2 separate regions of the Ovis aries genome follow, and region 1 is linked to region 2. Evidence: chromatin contacts called from public Hi-C data. All regions are on one chromosome and are shown on one strand. The core of a region is the stretch at or near the end of the contact, and the rest is flanking DNA. Distances in the headings are between cores, read along the strand shown. Region 1 holds the start of LOC101113728 (clusterin). Region 2 overlaps ACO1 (aconitase 1).

The links. A called contact is a pair of places that touch in the nucleus more often than the background predicts.
Region 1: a contact with region 2 is called in a Hi-C map of skin fibroblasts, with 2.8 times the contacts expected there. The contact joins the promoter of LOC101113728 here to the enhancer-like site in region 2. A contact is called at or near these places in 2 of 16 Hi-C or Micro-C datasets (skin fibroblasts and tail adipose tissue).

What each region holds. Positions count from the first base shown.
Region 1 is chr2:102,030,158-102,036,584 of ARS-UI_Ramb_v3.0, reverse strand. It overlaps LOC101113728 (clusterin), which reads left to right and starts at 2,456. Exons shown (of 11, transcript XM_060411033.1): 1 at 2,456-2,496; 2 at 3,278-3,405; 3 at 4,047-5,463.
Region 2 is chr2:101,551,020-101,557,507 of ARS-UI_Ramb_v3.0, reverse strand. All of the region lies in intron 1 of ACO1 (aconitase 1), which reads right to left. Among named protein-coding and RNA genes, the nearest start is that of ACO1, 8.2 kb to the right of the region's middle. Within about 2 kb of position 1,842, at least 7 of the 54 cell types and tissues checked have an H3K27ac peak or open chromatin away from gene starts, as enhancers often do. A contact at or near this core is called in tail adipose tissue, where this site is marked.

The DNA of each region.
Region 1 (6,427 bases), core at 1,207-3,706, 480 kb before region 2:
TGTAGAAAACAAACTTATGGTTGCCCAGAGGTAAGGGGAGGGGAGGGATCAAAATTGGGAGATTTGGACTGACATATACACAGTACTATATATAAACTAGGTAACTAATAAGGACCTACTGTATAGCACAAGGAGCTCTATTCAACAGCTTGTAATGACCTATATGAATAAAGAATGTAAAAGAGTGGATATGTGAATATATAACTGATTCACTTTGCTGTACACCTGAAACTGATACAACATTGTAAAAAATCAACTACATTCCAATGAAAGTTAAAAAGAAAGAATCAACTATTGGGTGAGGGCTTTAGACTATTTAAAATCTAGTTTATGCATTTACGGTGCACTTTTCCCCTTTAGGTTTCATCTTCTGAGCCTTGTGTGCTTAGTGGGGAGCTGGAGTCATCAAGTAATTGCTCCCAGAGGACCACAGTTGAGGCTGTGAATCATGTTATTTTCTCCCAGTCCCTTCTTCTCCTCCCTTCCCCTGCTTCAGCTGACTAAGGCAGATATCCTTATCTTGTCCTCCAAAGTCTGATTTTGAAAAAAATATAATTATTACAGATTTGTGCTTACTGTACCAGATGCTGGGGAGTCACAGAACAGAAAAGTTACAAGGAGGGAGCTCAAAGAGAATCCATCTGGTCTGGGGGCATTGATAGAATGCGAAAGAGGTAGCAGTTTCCATAGAAAATGTAGCTGTTACTGATAATTAGACTTTTTCAGGAAGATAAAGTGAAGCCTCATGGGAGAAATACTGTTGCAAATTCTGGTTGGATTTTTTTTTTTTTTCTTCTTCCTTCTGGGCTGATGATCTTCTCACACTTGGCATTGCTCCTGGTGACGTTGAAGGGGACCTCAGAGATGATACATTCCAGATTCCTCATTGTCCAAAAGGAAGAAACTTGAGAACTGAGGAGCCCGGATGGGGTGTGGGGGTTAAAATCTTCGGGCTGGCCAAGGTCACCCAGATCCTCAGGATGGAGCTAAGAGCTCCGTCAGAATTCTATGCAACACTCCTCCCCCCTTTTGCTCCCACATACACTTTCTCCCTGTTTTTCACTTGCCTAGAAGCTCCCTCTGTGCTCTGTCCTGAAAAGGGTGGAGTTCTAGTTGCCCCGAACCTTGGGCAACCAGGGACTGGGTCTGAAGCTGTATGTTGAAAGCTGTGAGCAGGAATACTCAGCCCCTTGCCATAGGACTCTCCTCTTTGCCCCTCATCTCGCCGGTTTTCAGTTGGCAAGTGAACCAAACTGTCCCCACCTGCCCTGCACACCCATCTTCACCCAGCCAGGGCGAGAACCACCCTCAAGCCCCTAGGCCTTTCTCTTAGGGCTCAAACATCCTGGACCAGAGTGCCTGACTCGGTTTCTTCCCCACGAAGTATTAATCGCTATGCCTGTGGTGCTTCTGGGTTGGTCCCCTCCCTGCCAGGGGGTGGCATAAGGGCTCCCACCCCTCATCCCCATCAAAGCCCCCTGCCACAGGGAGTCTGTTGGCAAGCTTCCTCCTGCCAGCAGAGGGAACTTGGGGCTGGTGGAGATGAGTGAAGGCTTTTGCAAACAGGATCAGCAGCATAATTTGAGAGGCCCTGGGCACAAGGAAAACGCAGGGCCCCTTGTTCAAACACGATTGAGAATTTCAAGACTTGGACAGTAGCTCATCAAATAATGCGCGGGGCAGCAGGGTACCATGTTCATGAAGCCCACTCGGTTTGGCTGAATCTCAGGTGGATGGGGACAACATTTAGTTAAGGTCCAGGAATCAGAGAGTCAGGGAGGCCTTATGATTTCCCAAACGGATGCTCTGTTCATTCCCAAGAACCTGTTTCTGTTCCTGCCGCCTAGCAGGTCTGCCGTGGGATCACCAGGTCACTGTAGTGGTTTGGGAAGCGGTCATTTCACTCTTTCTGCGTTCCTTCTCTATCACGACATCCCTCTCCATTACAGCCCCGTTATTTCTGATGCTGTTAAATGGAGCCGGAGGAGTGGCGCAAGTGAGAAATTAACGTTCAATCGGGCAGCGGAATTGTGAGTTTTGATTTGGGAGTAGGCACCAGCCTGGGGCGCGGAGCATCCCTCCACTTCTGCGGAGCTGGGGGCTCGCCGTGCACGTTAATTCAGGCTCTTCCCTCCTGGGGGCGCCGTGCCCCAGCTCTGAGCCCCAAGGGTGCGATCCCGCACCCCAACGTCTGTCTCCGCTGGAGCCTTTCGCGGTGCCAAAGCGCCCCCCTGCGCCCCCCGCTGAGTGCTGCACCGGATCTCTCCCCCCCTCCACCCCCAGCCAACTGCCCGCCCCCCGCATCTCAGCACCCCCTCCCGCGCGGGCTTCCAGAAAGCTCCCGGTGCTTTCTACGGCATTCTTTGGGCGTGAGTCATGCAGGTTTGCAGCCAGCCCCAAAGTGGGTGTATACGCAGCGGAGCGCTATAAATACGGGCGCCTCACGGTGCTGTGCACGCGGCGTGGCCAGGAGGAGCGCGCGGGCAGCGGTGACTGGTGAGACGTCCCCACCGTTCCAGTTCCCTACGTGGAGCCCCGCCGCCGGGACGATGAGCGAGGGGGTGGGGGTGGAGGTGGCCGCCAGGCTAGGAGAGGATGATCGCTGGTAGTTACAGGGCTGTCAGAGGGGCGCTTTGAGTGGAGTCGGGAGATCAGGGAAGGCAGGTGACCGGAACCCCATCGCCTGCGAGCCTGGCGGGGTCCGAAAATTGCTGGGGTCGGCGCACAAGCAAGGACTCGGGAGCCCTTTTGCTCATGAACTCCAGTCACAGTTCTGTGGGGGTAAACAGGATAGGTGTAGTGAACCTCTTTTTGTAAAGATGGGGAAATTGACATTTGGAGGACTGCCGCAGACGCTGGAGGCCAGGCTAGTTAGTGGCAGAGCTGGCCCGCTCTGAGAGCCTTCCTGCAGCATTTTCCTTGGAAAGGCGCTGATATCTCCAGGGGTGGCAGTCAGCTTGAGCGCGTGAGTCATCTTGTTTGCTCCCGAATTCTCTAGTTCTCTGGCTAGTGTGTTTATAAGTATGATGTTTTAAGTATACATTGTGTGCGTGCTCCATCGTGTCCGACTCTGGTACCCCATGGACTGTAGCCTGCCAGGCTCCTCTGTCCACGAAATTCTCCAGGCAAGAATACTGGAGTGGGTTGCCATTTTCTCCTTCAGGGGATCTTCCCAACTCAGGGACGGAACCGCATCTCTTGAGTCTCCTGCATTGGCAGGCAGATTCTTCACCACTGAGCCACCTGGAAAAACTCTTTCTCCTTCCTAATGCCCCAGAGTACATCAGAGAAACGTGCCACACAACCTCCATCAGATTTCAGACGTCTGATTCAAAACTGTCACAATTTATAGATGAAAATCTGGAAGAATAAACAGAAAGAAAAGTCTCCAAAGATAAACAGAAAGTAGGTATCACAATTGGGATTAGAACCCAAGTCTTGACCTTCCAGAATTTCTGGACTTACTGAAAAAAAGAAGCTGATTATTACTATTTAAGAGTGAGGTTAAGAATTTAAGAGTAAGTACAAATTCTATAAAAGGATGCTCTTGAGAGTGTTCATTATAATAATAGTCAGAAATTAAAGACAATTTAAATGCTCAGCCTTGTGGGATGGCAAAACAAGGTACACCAGAAAAAAGACTATTACGCAGCCATGAAAGTATGCTTTTAGAGTGTATTTGAAGATAGTAGATGTAAAGGACCCAATTGCACAGAAAAGAGGAAAGATACCGCAGTGCTATTGTTTGCCTCTGGAGGGTGTGAATTACAGGTGAATTGTTTTGTTTTTCATTTAGGTAGAGTTTACTTATTTGGGGAGGGAGTAGGAGGGGAGCTTGGGCTTTGGACCCTGCAGCTTACTCTGCCTGACGGTGTCCTCCCCATGGCTTCTTCTGGGGAAAGGAGGGCCTTTGAGTGGCTTGTTTAATCAGAGCAGTTGGCAACCAGGTGCCTTGGTCTGAAAATGGGAGGGGAGGGGAGTTAGTGCAAAGGGAGGGTAATTTGGCTGCACAGCCGCTGTTCTCATACTGTCTGTTCTTCGGCTAGTATCAGTATTGCTACTGCTGCTGCTGCTAAGTCGCTTCAGTCGTGTCCGACCCCATGCAGCCTCATAGATGGCAGCCCACCAGACTCTGCCGTCCCTGGGATTCTCCAGGCAAGAACACTGGCGTGGGTTGCCATTTCCTTCTCCAATGCATGAAAGTGAAAAGTGAAAGTGAAGTCATTCAGTCATGTCTGACTCTTTGTGACCCCATGGACTGCAGCCTACCAGGCTCCTCTGTCCATGGGATTTTCCAGGCAAGAGTACTGGAATGGGTTGCCATTGCTGTCTCCAAGTATCAGTATTACTTGGAAGCTTTTTAGCACAGCAGTCTCGGAATCAGAATCTGGTGTGATAACAAGACTCCTGGCTAATTCCCAGGTACTTTTAAGAAGCCGATTGCTTCATTAAGGCAAAGCCTGCAGCAGGGAAGGACTGCAGGTGGCTTCTGTGTGCCTGCTTCAGTTTCTCTGTCCCAGTCTCTACATGTAGGACATGTCTCTACATGTCCTCCCACTTCCCTGAAAGATATCGTGCCAGTGCCCACAGTTGGTCCTACGTCTATTTTTGAAGGAGTCAGAATTTCCTGTGGTGACATAAGACTCTTGTGTTTACAGAACAAATTCAAATCTCTGAGGTCTGTATTAGGTCCGTTTTACAGATGGAAAAACTGAGGCTCCAATTTCAGTGACTTGGTGTCAAGGAAAGAACACTGGACTGGGGGATTGGGAGGGCTGGGTTCTCAATCCTGGGGTTGCCACCTGCTGGTAGGCCTTGGGGAGCCCCATCGTGTTTCTGGGTTCTGCCTCCCCTCTGAGGTGGAGGATTGTATGGGAGACAGGTCCCTGTCCCAGCTCTCAGCTCCATGGCTCCCATGGTCTCCAGACTCCTGATGGCAGATCCTGTACTGACCCCTGGGTTTCTGGACTCCTCATCCAGTGCTCTTGCCTTTGACTTCCCTGACTTCCCTGCATCTCTTTTCCTTAGGACCCAGTGCCCTGTCTGCCGGTCCAAGCCTATTTCGAAGACTGGTATATGGGTTTCTCAAAAGCCTTCACTTATGGGGGGTGCTCTGCTGGAGGGGTGTTTCTCTCTGGCTTTGTCTCTCTGGCATGACAAAGCCTCTGTCCCTGCTTGAGGCGTTTCAGGCCTCAGTGAGCAGCTGGGGCAGTGCCTGGCAGACCTGAAATAGCGCCCTGGCTCAGCCGCCCACCCACCATCTCTGGAGAGGTCAATGACCCGCTCTCCTCTCCCACGCTGCTCAGGGACCACAGCCCAGCTGCGTTACTAATTGCATCTCAGAAGAGACTTGCCTTATTCATGTTCTCCCAGGGTCTCAGCCTACGGAGCTGAGAGCAGCTTTGGAGTGAGCGTCATTCCAGGAAGGGGAGAGCCCCTTCCCGTTCTTGTTAGGGGAAGCGGGTGAGTTCAGATGATAAGTTGCGGGGAGGGGTGCAGCGGGAGGGATGCGGGGGGAGGGGTTTCTGTTTTGCAACAACTTCAGCTTTGGGGAAAGGATCCATTGTGTAAGACCAGCTGGTCCAGGGTTCAGGCAGCCAGCCGAGTGTGGTGGAAGGACCTTGGCAGACGCGCTGTGGTGTGTTAAGAGAGACCAGCTGAGTGAAAGGGACCTGGCAGAGCAGAGAGGCTCTCCTCCCAGCAGGACTTCTTTTGGGGAGGCTCCTTGCCCTCGCCCCTGCCGACGCCACATCCCCCTCCCCAATCCTTTGGCTTTGCCCCTCCCTTGCTATGCTCCCTGGAGACCACTGTCCTCGCCTTGCTCCACTCTCATCCACACCTCCTGCCTCAAGTCTCACGCTGGTGATGACAAATGGATTTATTTTCCTGTGCCAACCCAGAGGGTCTGAGGCTGTCAGTGCCTCAGGCCCTCAAAACAGCCTCAGACCCTCGAAAAGCACTTTCAGGAGGTGTCGAGACATGGCTGGGGACAGTGCTGTGATCGACTGGTGATGCCTGCTGCGGGCAGGCTTGGTGATGTCAACAGCAGGGAGCTGGCTGCACTCTGGGCTGCAGTCCCCACGTTAGGGGGATGGAATAGGCCGGATGAGTGACCCAGGAGAGGTGTGTTCAGAGTTGAATTTGGTGTGAGCAGGTATCATCAGATGGATGTCCTCTCTGGATGCAGATGGTTCCTGTGCCTTTTTCGGGCACAGTCAGCTATGATGAGAAGAGGAGGAGGAGGGGGAGGAACAGGCGGAGGGTAGCTTGGACCTGAGTCCGGTGGTTCTGACTCCAGATCCTCGTTTCGTCTGTATGAGGCTGCTTTCCTGCGGTTCTTCCCGGTACCCGCTGCCTCCCACTTTCTTTTGAAAGTGCCCATTGGCAAGACTGATCCTTTCCTGTCCAGTCCCTGGGATAAAAAGGT
Region 2 (6,488 bases), core at 593-3,092:
CTCCTAAGGTGAGAGGTGGCCTAGGGCATGGGGTCCTCTTGGAAAGGGGACCAGACCCCGAGTGTAGGGGTGGTTGGTTTCTATGGGCTGGGGAATTTCACTGGATACTGAGGAGGAGGAATATTCTAGCTATCTTGGTGAGGGGGTGGGGATTTCCAGGAACTGGGGCAACTCCTGCTTTTTGACTTTCTATGGTTGGCCCTATAACTGTCATGGCACCTGTGAGACATTTAGTATATGCTAATTACAGGGCTTCCCTGGTGGCTCAGATGGTAAAGAATTTGCCTGCAATGCAGGAGACCTGCATTCAATTCCTGGGTCAGGAAGACTCCTGGCGAAGGGAATGGCAACCCACTCTGGTATTCTTACTGGTGAATTCCATGGACAGAGGAGCCTGGCGGGCTACAGTCCATGAGATCCCAGAGTCAGACATGACAGCATTAATGTGTTACAGCGAGTGTACAATGAGGCTCAAGGTCTGTGGGAAACTGAGTCTCCTGCCATCTTGAATCTAGTGGTTTCTACCCAGCTTCTGTCATATCCTCAGAATATGTTCTTCTTTCAAAGGCTGCATCCTGTCCTCTTCCCTCCTGTCTCAGTGCAGAAGGAGGGTCTTGGAGAAGGAATGGCTTTATAAGAATATTAGCAAATCCATCAGCACATTTTTCTCAGGCACTGATTAATGCAAGGTGCACTTTACACCACAGAAATTAATGAGACTCTGCCTTCAGAAAGCTTTGCAGTCACACAATAACTTGTCACTCTGGGTTACAATTTTAACTTATCACAAGTTAACTTATTACAATTTTAACTAACTCTTTTGTCTCATCCTGGACCACTGGCCAGAGTGCTCCACATATATTCCTAGAGTTTTTAAAAGAGCTGTAACAGTTTTTGAAGGATTTAGTTTCATTCGATGGAGAAGGAAATGGCAACTCACTCCACTACTCTTGCCTGGAGAATCCCAGGGACAGAGGAGCCTGATGGGCTGCCGTCTATGGGGTCGCACAGAGTCGGACACAAATGAAGCAACTTAGCAGCAGCAGCAATTTCATTCGAAATAAGCCACAGAACCTTTCTAGGCCTCAGTTCCCCAGTCTGTAACACAGGGCTACTTGATGATCTAAAAAGTCCTTTCTGGGTGAAAAAGATTCTATAATTCATTCATTCATTTGTTCAATGTATCTTTAGATTAACCATGTAATATGTCTTAGGCACTCAGGAACAAAATTGACAAAGCTCCCTCATGGTGCTTCCATTTCAGTAGGGGGAGACTAAACAAATAAATACAGAAACAGAATGTCAGGCTGTGACCGGTTCCATGGATAAAGCAGGACCAGGCAGTAGGGCATGTTCTGTGAAGTGTTATCAGGTGATCAAAGAAGACCTCACTGACATGGAGCCACTTGAGAAAAACTGTGGAGGAAGTGAGGGGAATCTGGAGGAGGGGTCAGATCACATGCGAAGGCCCCGAGGTGGGTCTGAGGGAAGGCAGAAGGGGTGAGCGAGGGCAGGAAAGGAGAAGACTGAGGTTGGGTATAGCAGAGCCCGTCACCGTAGGAACTCGGACCAAGGGCCAACCACAAAGTGCGCTCCTAACTTTAGAAGTGGTTTAAACTGTACATTTCCAACACCAGAATTTAGGTTTGGTAAGATACTAACTCATAATATGAAAACATCTGATTGTCATTTAAGAAGTAGCTACTTCCTGAAATCTAACCTTTCTGTTCCTCCAAACTTCATTAAGTCACATTGGAAATTTTCAGGATGTATCATAGAAGTGATCATGACTCACTCAGCAGATGTGCACAGCCACAGCCAAAGGCAGTGGTCAGAATTTGGGTGGATCATAGCCCTGTGACCACGGCACTGTCTGAACAAGCCCCTCTCGCCTCTTTGAGGCTCAGTGCCCAAGATGGCACATCACCGCATGCAATTCCCAACACAGAAAGCTTGCCTGACACATCTTTTAAGCTCATTTAAAGTTAACTACAGTAGCACAAACCCCAAAGAGCAGAAATAGTTATTTTTATTTTCTGGTATCACTACGAGCTAATATAGATAGGTTCATAAGAAAGTCTTGGTGAACTTCACATTTATTATTCTGGAGATGCACTGAGGAAGGCAAGTCACTGTGTGGTCGTGGAACATTTGTCCAGAGAGTAAAGGAAGAAGCAGGGCAGGGAGGGGTCTTCCTTGGTGGTCCAATGGCTGACTCTGTGCTCCCAGTGCAGAGGGCTCCATTTCCATCCCTGGTCAGGGGACTAGATCACAGGTTGCAACTAAGACCCAGTTCGGCCAAATAAATAAATAAATAAATAAACTTTTAAAAAAGGAAGCAGCAGCAGCAGCAAGGGCAGGACCCATCAGAACTAGGCATCTTAACTAGCCCCGCTCTGGACCTCATCCTCTTCTCTTTGAGGCCAGTCCTCTTTAAGGCTGCCCTTCTTAAACTGCGGTTCCCTACCCTGCAGCAACCCACCATCACCAGTAGGGTTTCCAAAACGACACCTGCAGAGACCCCAGCCAAGCCCTGATATATCTGAGTCCCAAGGGCAAGGGAAGCGACGTGAGTCCCTCGAGCTCCTACCTCACTTAGTAGTTCCTTGGTAATGAACTTCTCTAACTCGAATTTTAGAAATTAGAAAGAATGTCACCACAAAAGGGTTGGGCATCAGGATGCCAGAGGTCACTCCGGGCAGCATTTCTCTCCATGAATTCACCGAGGTTCTGAGGTGATCTGCCCCCACCCACTTCAGCACTGCTGGGATCCAACAGTGATGACTCATGCTGGTCAATTTCTCAGAAGTTTGAGCTATAAACCCACATTTCTTGGTTTTCCAGAAGAAAGGCAGCAGCAGGGAGGACCTGATGCTACTGTTTTTTTTCCCCCACAGTCAGGTGGTTAGGAGTGGGAAAGCAGCTGCCAGATAGCAGGAGTGCTGAAAGGGAACTCAAAGTCAAGTGCATCTGCCCTTAAGCCCAGCTCTTGAGCAATAATGCTGTAACCCCATCTCAGTGGCCCACAGGGCCACACAGCATCCACATGCAATGGCCACTTCACTGGGTCAAAGATGGGACAAGCATTAGAGCAGCATTTGACTACGACGCATCTGGTTTCTGAGCTGCTGGTCTGTCCAAGAAAAGGGACTACTGCAGATTCAGTTTTACATTCAACCGTGAAAGACACTGGTTTGACTTTGATGGGATAAAGACATAGCGCTCCCCCCGCCTCCCCGCCATCTTCAATTACACAGACTGGTCAGGAGGTTATGACATGATCAAGCAGTCCATCCCGCAGCAGTGGTGGATGCAGGCCGATAAAGGGAACTCCACGGGGGATTCCCTGGCGGCCCAGTGGTTAGGGCTCCACACTTCCACTATAGAGGGCGGGTTCAATCCCCGGTCAGGGAACTAAGATCCCATATGCCTCACAATGCTGCCAAAGACAGACAAAAGAAGCATCGAAGGAGAGCACCTGATCCAGTATGGGAAGGGGTCAGGAAGGCCTCTGGGGATAGGTGACACCATGCAGGAGTCTTGGAGAACTACACTGAGGGAGGGAATCAGGGAAAAAATATTCCGGGCAGAGAAGACAGCACATGTGAAGGTATGGAAGTGAGACCCCGTGGATGTCACAGAGCTGTTCCACGCGTCTGAAGGGGAGGTTCATGATGGCGGAGCTCAGAGGAGAGGGGAAGGGTGGGGCCCGTATCACGAGGGACCTTGAAGAAAGGTGCAGAAAGACTTGAAGGGAGACATGTTAAAAGGTTCTTAGCTGAAATCTTCAAGATCTGATTGGATATTATACATCCCTCTGGTAGAGGTGGCTTCCCAGGTGGCGCTCATGATAAAGAACCCACCTTCCAATGCAGGAGACATAAAGAGATGTGGGTTGGATCTCTGGGTTGGGAAGATCCCCTGGAGGAGGGTGTGGCAACCCACTCCAGTATTCTAGCCTGGAAAGCCCCATGGACAGAGGAGCTCAGTGGTCTACAGTCCATAGGTTGTACAGAGTAGGACACGATGGAAGCGACTTAGCATGCAGGCACGCTGGTTGAGATAGGAGCTGACTTGGGGGAAGGATGCTAGGCTGGCATCAGGGAGGCAGGTTATGGTGCTGTTGCAGTCATCAAGTCAGAAGTGGGGGGCAGGGCAACAGATCCCGGGGGCAGCTAAGAAAGGAGAACGGGCTGAGGGTGGGGGAGGAAGAGCGATCTCGGATGGCTCTGTGTTCCCCATCTGCGCAACGTGGCAGAGCCAGTGACCAGGACAAACACCTGGGTACTGCTTTCAGACGGAGAATTTGCCTTGAAGAGGAATGGCAGGCAGCAGCACACATGGGCCTGGAGCTCAGGAGGTCTGGGCTAAGAGAAGTGTGGACAGGCCTCTGCTGTGAGTGCTACATCACTCCATGGCGCTGCAGCCAGCTGACGTGAGCTGAGCCCCTGTGGAGTGCCCGACACTTTGTCCACAGCATCTAATATGGTCCCTCAACAACTGTGACATAGGGATCACCCCCCAGCTGCACAGATGAGAAGACTGAGGATCGCAGACGATACGTATTGATAACCTGTCAACACCCCATGGCTGGAAAGTGGCCAGTTTGTGTTTTGTTTTTAGTTGCTCAGTTGTGTCCGACTCTGCAACCCCATAGTCTATAGCCCGCCAGGCGCCTCTGTCCATGGGAGTTTCCAGGTGAGAATACTGGAGTGGGTTGCCCATCCCTTCCCCCGAGGATCTTCCCAACTCAGGGATCGAACTCATGTCTCCTGCATTGGCAGGCAGGCTCTTTACCACTGAGCCACCAGTGGCCAACTCCCTTGCCCTATGCGTTTCCAAACAAGCAGAGAATCTTATAGTTACTCCTCATCCAAAAACCTACATTAACCAAATAGATTTAAAAAGTTAAATCTCACTTTTTAAAACAATCTTCCAACTCTAAAGTACATATGTGAGGACTAGATAATTTGGATAATTTGAGGTAGTCATGTCCGACTCTTTGTGGACTATAGCCCACCAGGCTCCTCTGTCCATGGGATTCTCCAGGCAAGAATACTGGAGTGGGTTGCCATTCCCTTCTCCAGGGCATCTTCCTGACTCAAGTATCAAACCACGGTCTCTTGCATTGAAGGCAGATTCCTTACCATCTGAGCTACAAGGGAAGCCAATAGAGTAGTGAGGACTAGATAGCTGCCCTCTAATTGCCCCTAAAATACCCTTGATTTCAGTATAAATTTGTATAGATGTATATTTCAGTATAGATGATTATATATAGTAATCATACATATAGATTAAATTACATATAGTATATGTAATTTCAGTACCGATGGCTTCTGAAGTATGGGTTGATGTAAAAAATCCATTATCAGGCATCACCAGCCTTAAAATGTAACTGATTCCTTATCTGAGCAGATAAGGTTTTATGAAACATAACAATTCTTATTGTTTTGGCTGTGCCACAAGGCTTGTGAGATCTGAATTCCCTGACCAGGAATAGGATCCGTGCTCCCTGCAGCGGAAGCTCAAGTCCTAACCGCTGGACTGCTGGGGCAGGCCCAGCATAACATAGCAAGTGCTGGTCTTGATGCTACCACTATTACACAACTATCCTGAGTATGTCTGTGTAGTTCTCGCATGTAACCAACTGTCCACAATGATTCGTTCACTTCTCTTTACAACCAAAAGTTCCAACCTGGTAAGTCTGTAGCAGAACTCTTTCTTAGACCGACACGCCTCCTTCAAGAGCTAAGCCACAATGTGTACTTTGCTTTGTAAGTTTACAGTCATGATCATGAAAGGATGATGAGGTTGAAGAATAATGAAATGCTCCATCCGTGTCAGTTTGAGCAAGAGCCCAGGCAATTCCCACAGTTCAAAGATGGGTTTCCTCAAAGTTCTGAAGTCACAGAAACAGAAATGAGAGAGAAGCCCACTAGCACTCATACTGAGCAGCCTTGCCAATTCATCAGAAAGTAGATCAATTTCTACAACCTGAGGAATTTGGAAAGTGATTGGTTCAGAGTGTGCTATCACTTTGGTAGTTTTATGCATCAGGATATACACACTGACTTCAAGAATCTGGTCTGGCTCCCAAATCCATGTCATGTTTAGAGAGCTTCCTGGCTTTGCATGTTCCCCATAGCCAATCCCAGAGAAGGGGGCAACAGAGGATGAGATGGTTGGGTGGCATCACTGACCCAATGGACATGAGTTTGAGCAAGCTCCAGGAGACAGTGAAGGACAGGGAAGCCAGGCATGCCGCAGTTCATGGGGTCAAAAAGAGTCAGACACGACTTAGCAACTGAACATCCCAGGCTTCAGGAACCTGGTCTGGCTCCCCAGTACACGTCATGTTCAGAGAGTTTGTCTTTGGATGTTGCCAATATTCAATCCCAAAGCCCTTTGGTTTCCAATCTACTCTTAAAATCAGACTCTGCCACTTTCTGTCATAGACAAGATTCACTCTAGCTGTCTAAACCTATTTA